Linked DNA regions of Mus musculus: region 2 is linked to region 1. Evidence: chromatin contacts called from public HiChIP or PLAC-seq data. All regions are on one chromosome and are shown on one strand. The core of a region is the stretch at or near the end of the contact, and the rest is flanking DNA. Distances in the headings are between cores, read along the strand shown.

Region 1 (3,690 bases), core at 682-3,181:
AGGCTACCCAGAGACCACCCAACCTAAGGATCCATCTCATCTGCAGACACCAAACCCCAACACTATTGCTGATGCCAAGAAGCTCTTGCTGACAGGAGCCTGGTATGATTGTACCCTGCACCTGATCATGGCAACTCTTATAAGGAACCATTTTATTAAAGATAGCTCCCAGTTAAGAGATTTAGCTCATTATCAGTATGTCAGGAAGCATGGTGACTGTACTGGCTAGTTTTGTGTCAACTTGACACAGCTGGAGTATCACAGAGAAAGGAGCTTCAGTTGAGGAAATGCCTCCATGAGATTCAACACTAAGGCATTTTCTCAATTAGTGATCAAGGGGGAAAGGCCCCTTGTGGGTGGGACCATCTCTGGGCTGGTAGTCTTGGTTCTATAAGAGAGCAGGCTGGGCAAGCCAGTAAAGAACATCTGTCCATGGCCTCTGCATCAGCTCCTGCTTCCTGACCTGCTTGAGTTCCAGTCCTGACTTCCTTGGTGATGAACAGCAGTATGGAAGTGTAAGCCGAATAAACCCTTTCCTCCCCAACTTGCTTCTTGGTCATGATGTTTGTGCAGGAATAGAAACCCTAACTAAGACAGTGACAGTCAGGAAGACATGGTGATGACAGTTCTATATCCAGATAAGCTGGCAACAGGAAGAGAGGGTGACCCTGGGCCTGGCTTGAGCATCTGAAACCTCAAAGCCCATTTAGAGTGACAATACTTCCTCCAACAAGGTCACACCTACTTCAAAAAGTACCACTCCCGGAGGGCCTATGAGGATAATTTTATTAAAACATCACAAGAATGTATATTTTTTTTTACTGGTTTCAGTTCAAGCCTCCTTATATCTTTATTTGAATCAACATGGACACACAAACACACAGTCATGCCCATACACGTGCACATATATACACACAGATAACGAAAGAAGACATCTCTCTATATCTCAATCTATATCTATCTAATTAATTATCATCTGTATATTTATGTGTCTTTCTATCTATCCATCTCTATCATCTATCTATCTATCTATCTATCTATCTATCTATCTATCTATCTATAATCTATATGTTTGTGTGTCTATTGATGGGGCGTGGGTGGTATAAAGAGAAAAACTGTTCTCCTAGCTATTCTAAATCTATTGAACCAACTTAATATAGTCTTTCTGCAACAGTGATTATTATAATGTATGCACTGTATCACTACGAGGCTAACAGGAATCCATAAACATCCAGTTTTTTTTTTTTTCACAACCTCTTATCATGGAATCAAATCCTCTTCTGAACTTTCCCCTACTAATTCCTCCAAGCACATCTTCCTGGCTTCTACAGCTTTTTCTTGCATCCCAGTCAGGCAGATACTACTAAATTCTCTAAAGCGCACCTGCATAATTATTTTTTTTCCTGGATTGGAGATGAACTTTGCTGTCATGAATCAAAACTTCTGAGAATGTGACACAGAATCTTAAGTGGACCAAGGTAATGGCTCAATGAGTTCTGAGACTGCTCAAGCTGAGAACCCTAATTAGGATCTCCAACACCCCACCAAAATCTAGATGAGGTTGCATACTCTTCCCACCCCCACCCCCAGTGCTTTGGAGGAAAAGGGGGTAGAGCATAGGGGATCGATGCCCAGAGATTACAGCAAGCCCTAGTTCTGAATAACATGGCATCCTTTCTTGTTTCTCCCAGAGACAAGGGGCCAACTACTTCCTCTGTTGAACAGGCATGTCTATCTCATTGTGAAACCACCTACAGAACCATGGAAATGGAATTTAACTCAAAAGACCTCTCCCAAGAGGGAAGTATGAAGTGAATGGGGCTTCCCCTTCCCTTACTTTTATAATTACTTCTTCTAGATAAAGCTATAGCAAAGTATGATTACAGGCATTTTTCAATGGCTCTTGTTCCTGGGCTATGAGCTTTTGATTAACTAGAATCTATCAGGACTGAGTGATATGGAAGAGCTGGCACTGGTCTTGGCTCAAAGGTCACCTATCTAGATTTGTGACTCACAAAATCCCTAAGAGTCATTAACCATTGCTTTCCCACAGCCTAAAGGGTGGGAACATTTACTTCAATAAAGTTTGGAGATCTAATGGATATGGACATTTTGTAATAGAACACTTGAAGTCAAAAAAGTACTCCAAAACATTGGTTTCCTTTTCCACACTTGACAACGAGTAGAATGTGCCTTGCCATTAGCCACTCCAAGCCGTGTCAATGGATACCATTGGACAAAACAGTGATTATGCCTGCAAGGGACCACCAATTATTGGTGAGCTGCCTAGCTATCCTGGGAACCACGGGCCAACTAGTCCATGACCTTTAGTCTTAAGTGACCTCCAAATTACCAGTTAAAATGAGCACTTCTGTATGTCTTTGAACTATGAGGATTTATATAAAGTTGGCTGAAGAACACCAAGAGTAGGTTATGAGTCACTTTAGAGCCCAAGTTTTTTGGCTTTCACAAGAGCCTTTCCAGTCCAATTACATGATAGAATTTATTTTTAAGATTCACTTGTGTAAGGGCTTGGAGTCCTTTTCCAATACCATATTTTATTCCTTGTACTATCCTTTCCAGGTGCTAGGATTCCATTCCATTTAGGAATTACTCCAGACTGTGATTTTTGTTCATATTTAATAGTCATCTCTTTCTTTCTCTTGGTATAAAAATGATGGTTAGTGTTAAGTAAGTATTTACATGATCTACATTAACTCTTTCAGTAATCTTGTGACCATATACTAGTATCTCCACTTTGTAACAGAGCATGGAAGCTTATAGATGCCAAATAGGCAGGGTCATTAATGTCAGGGGTTGCTCATCCAGGTTTATATGACTCATTCTGAAATATATGCTCTTAAATATATGATACAATATCCTGATTACTTATACAATGAATACCTTACCTGTTTTCTGTGCATCCAGGAGTAAACAGTCTTTTGTTTTCTGTATGCTGAGTTCAGTCCTTAAAAACGGAGCAGACTTATGGTCTTTCAAAACTGCACAAAGATGCAACAGCCAATGATTTGACATCTACCATTGAAATCAAAGTATCTTGAACTCAGGAATTCTATAGCAATGTTTTCTCCAACACAAGTATTTCATATAAATCTCTCCAAATGGCACTATTGCTATCTCTGTCCCTTTACTGGAAGATTTGGAATTCTTTCTTCACGTTTCTATGTCTTTCAAGGTTATATGAGATTATATCTTCTATATTCAGAAAACTTTGATGATTCTACATCCCAAACCTTTAGCCCAACTTCCACCAACTGACTGAGTAATGCTGGATAAGAGGTTATAAGGGTTTTTTTGTTTGTTTGTTTTATTTTTAGAAATACAATTGAAGTTGGATTCAATAGACTCATGTATTTGTCATAACCACTGATGAGTTGAAGTCTCCAGAGGAAATATTTAAGGACTTACTATGCAAACTCTTTCATTGACATAAGCTGTTTTCAATATTCTCCTACCATAGCCTGCAGATGACCAATCAGGCATCTCCCACAAATACTACACAAGGAAAACCATCAGTCTATAGATCAGAATTGGACGCCAACTCTATTTGTAAATAAGAGCTCACATAGTACCAAGAGCTCCTTTACCTCTCACTGGGAAGTGGATATCCTCATCTATCAAAATGGTCATTGATGAGGAGAAAACATGAGATAATAATGCTGAGAACGA
Region 2 (3,690 bases), core at 869-3,368, 390 kb after region 1:
AGTGGGGAAGACCTAGCAGTCAGGGATCGTTGGAAATGAATGTTTTATAAACAGAGAGCTTCCTCAGAAATAGTGAGAACTGGGGATCTTGATACCAATGAGATACAGTCACAGTTTGGGGACAAGGTATGATACTAATGAGATATAGTCACAGTTTGGCCCATCAAAAAACGGATATGGTTCATAAAAAAATGTTCTATGGATTGTTATAACCCAGGGCTCAGCAGAGTTCCTGGGACACAGGTGGTGCTTGTATGATTTACAAAGGAAGCAAGGTCCAGCATTCTCAGTATGAATGAACAGTCTCACTTCATCTTAAACTATATGGTACAGTCACATATACTTACTAGGTTTGATTGGATTCCCTAAATCCATAAGCCCTTTGAGACATTCTTGTCAATGCACCTACTTTCTATTTCTTGGATATTCCCACTCTGACCTCAGCCTGTGCTTCACATGTTTGGCACTTGGTCATCACTCAAAGAGCTACTCGAAAATCAACTTTCATATGCCACCTGTTTTGGTCTGTATTCTTGGCCAACCCATTCTAACTGTCTTCCTGTCCTATCCTATTCCCTTTGTTGCAATACACAGCAATCACTTGTTAGGTTTTTTCATGTGTGTAGTCCATTTTTCTTGTGTGTTCTCTGTTCATATGCCCTAAAATATTTGTGGAGACAAAAAAATCCAATATACACCTTATCTTCACGTCCTGGCAGTTAAGTCAGAGAATGAAATAAATATAGTAAAAGGAATTAGTGACAGTTTAAAAAAAAAAAAACAGCTAAGATTGTCTAACATGGACACCATCTCAGACAAGCCTCCCTATTTCATGAATAACTCTCTACAGCCTCACACAATTGCAGCCTGCATCCTTGTCCCCAAGCTATTCAGCTAACTGTGTGGTTTCAGTGGCTGGCTGGAGCTGAACGTCTCACAAGGGGAGGAAGCAAATATTTGGCAGGCTCATTTGCCAAAAGAGTCATTGCTCCTGATTAAAAAGCAATTAATTATGGGAATCCAGAACTGAAAATGGCTTTCTTGTCCCTGGGCCACCCTTCTCTGAATGACTTGGGCCGTCCAGGGCAAGTCAGGACATAAAAGTAAAATCAAGCCATGTGCACTGAAGCCACACTGAAGGTTTGACAATAAAAGCTGATGAGAAGGAAGGGCCACAGATAAGGTGACCTGAGTGCAGAAGACTCTAAAGAACATGCCTTTGAACTTGTAATGGAGTGAAGGAAGAAAAGACTCTTGTAATTAAAAGAAGTCATACTAATTAAAACAAAACTGAGCCTACATTAAAGAAAGATAAGATTTACTGCACTGGGAATACCAAAGGAGCCCAGGCAGAGTGCTGTCAAAGGATGAAGCAACCAAGATAAGCCTCTTCCAGCTCAGAGTAGAGGGTATGAGTTTGAAAACAAAGTAGGCTTTGCCTCTGCCACCCTGTCAGTTCGAACTTTATTTTTCTGTCAGTGTGAACTTTGGGTCTTACTCCAATGATTCTTGACCTAGTTGGGGCACCAGGCTTCAAACAACATGTTTGATTACATTGCTCAGCCAGTGGAAGATTCCTTCGCTTTCCCCCATTTAAAAAACAAAACATGCATTCTCATCTCATTTAAAACAAACTAAGTTAGCAAGTTCACAGCTGCAAATTAGGTATGTCTTAATAACTCCCAAATGCAGGGATGTATTCAACAGATATTCAGTTAGTTCCCAACTTCCTGTACATTTCATGAGTAAGGAATGTTAAGGTCTAGAATGTTACATTGTGGGGATGGGGGCGGAGGATAGCCAATGTTGTGACAAATGGCAGAAAATGCAGGTATGGAGTCAGTATACTTTGTTTAAATCCCCTTTTCTATTTGCTCAATAGCCATGTCTTAAGGTTTGAATGTCAAATTTCCCTCACAAGCTCATTTGCTTGAATGTCTCATCTCCAGCAGGTAACTCTTGTTTTATAGGTTTGGGAATCTTTAGGAGACAGTCTTAGATGCAAGATGTGGGTCACTACAGGGAGGAGCTTTAAAATATAGCCCAGGCTTGCTCTGGCTCTCCTACATCCAAATCATCTCAGATGTGAGCAAGCAGCTTCAAACTGCTGCCACCACAGCTATGAGTCATTCCCATGGCCACACTTTTCCAGCCACAATGGACTCCATTCCTTCAAACCTAAAAGATTCTTCCTCCTTGATGTGTCACAGCAATGAGAGACTAGCATACAATGTGACAGTGATCCTAACTGCACTGACTATCCTGTTCATGAAAGTTTATATTCTTTTTTTAATTAGGTATTTTCTTCATTTATATTTCCAATGCTATCCCAAAAGTCCCCCATACCCTCCCCCTCACTCCCCTACACACCCACTCCCACTTCTTGGCCCTGGAACTCGCCTGTACTGAGGCATATAAAGTTTTTAAGACCAAGGGGTCTCTCTTCCCAATGATGGCTGACTAGGTCATCTTCTGATACATATGCAGCTAGAGACATGAGCTCTGGGGGTACTGGTAAGTTCATATTGTTGTTCCACCTATAGGGTTGCAGATCCCTTTAGCTCCTTGGTTACTTTCTCTAGCTCCTCCATTGGAGGGCCTGTGTTCCATCCATTAGCTGACTGTGAGCATCCACTTCTGTGTTTGCCAGGCACCAGCATAGCCTCACAAGAGACAGCTATATCGGCGTCCTTTCAGCAGAATCTTGCTGGTGTATGCAATTGTGTCAATGTTTGGAGGCTGATTATGAGATGGATTCAAGGGTGTGGTAGTCTCTAGATGGTCCATTCTTTTGTCTCAGCTCCAAACTTTGTATCTGTAACTCCTTCCATGGGTCTTTTGTTCCCAATTCTAAGAAGGGGCAAAGTGTCCATACTTTGGTCTTCGTTCTTCTTGGGGTTCATGTGTTTTGCTAATTGTATCTTGTATCTTGGGTATTCTAAGTTTCTGGGCTAATATCCACTTATCAGTGAGTACATATCATTTGAGTTCTTTTGTGATTGTGTTACCTCACTCAGGATGATACCCTCCAGGTCCATCCATTTGCCTAGGAATTCCATAAATTCATTCTTTTTAATAGCTGAGTAGTACTACATTGTGTAAATGTACCACATTTTCTGTATCCATTCCTCTGTTGAGTGGCATCTGAGTTCTTTCCAGCTCCTGGCTATTATAAATAAGACTGCTATGAACATAGAGGAGCATGTGTCCTTCTTACCGGTTGGAACATCTTCTGGATATCTGCCCAGGAGAGGTATTTCGGGATCCTCCAGTAGTACAATGTCCAATTTTCTGAGGAACCACTAGACTGATTTCCAGAGTGGTTGTACAAGCTTGCAATCCCACCAACAATGAAGGAGTGTTCCTCTTTCTCCACATCCTCACCAACATCTGCTGTCACCTGAATTTTTGATCTTAGCTATTCTGGCTGGTGTGAGATGGAATCTCAGGGTTGTTTTGATTTGCATTTCCCTGATGATTAAGGATGCTGAACATTTTTTTTCAGGTGCTTCTCAGCTGTTCGGTATTCCTCAGGTGAGAATTCTTTGTTTAGCTCTGAGCCCCATTTTTAATGGGGCTATTTGATTTTCTGGAGTCCAGCTTCTTGAGTTCTTTATATATATTGGATATTAGTCCCCTATCTGATTTAGGATTGGTAAAGATCCTTTCCCAATCTGTTAGTGGCCTTTT

What was found. HiChIP or PLAC-seq counts read pairs in DNA pulled down with a chosen protein or histone mark.
Region 2: a contact with region 1 is called in a CTCF HiChIP or PLAC-seq map of the NIH/3T3 cell line, with 5 read pairs. The contact joins two enhancer-like sites. A contact is called at or near these places in 1 of 15 datasets of contacts at CTCF or cohesin (the NIH/3T3 cell line) and 4 of 484 Hi-C or Micro-C datasets (B cells, CD8 T cells, nephron progenitors and 1 more).

The regions. Positions count from the first base shown.
Region 1 is chr15:61,167,275-61,170,964 of GRCm38.p6, forward strand. No RefSeq gene overlaps it. Among named protein-coding and RNA genes, the nearest start is that of Gm38563, 12 kb to the left of the region's middle. Within about 2 kb of position 1,932, at least 20 of the 459 cell types and tissues checked have an H3K27ac peak or open chromatin away from gene starts, as enhancers often do. A contact at or near this core is called in the NIH/3T3 cell line, where this site is marked.
Region 2 is chr15:61,561,418-61,565,107 of GRCm38.p6, forward strand. No RefSeq gene overlaps it. Among named protein-coding and RNA genes, the nearest start is that of Gm24696, 210 kb to the left of the region's middle. Within about 2 kb of position 2,119, at least 20 of the 459 cell types and tissues checked have an H3K27ac peak or open chromatin away from gene starts, as enhancers often do. A contact at or near this core is called in the NIH/3T3 cell line, where this site is marked.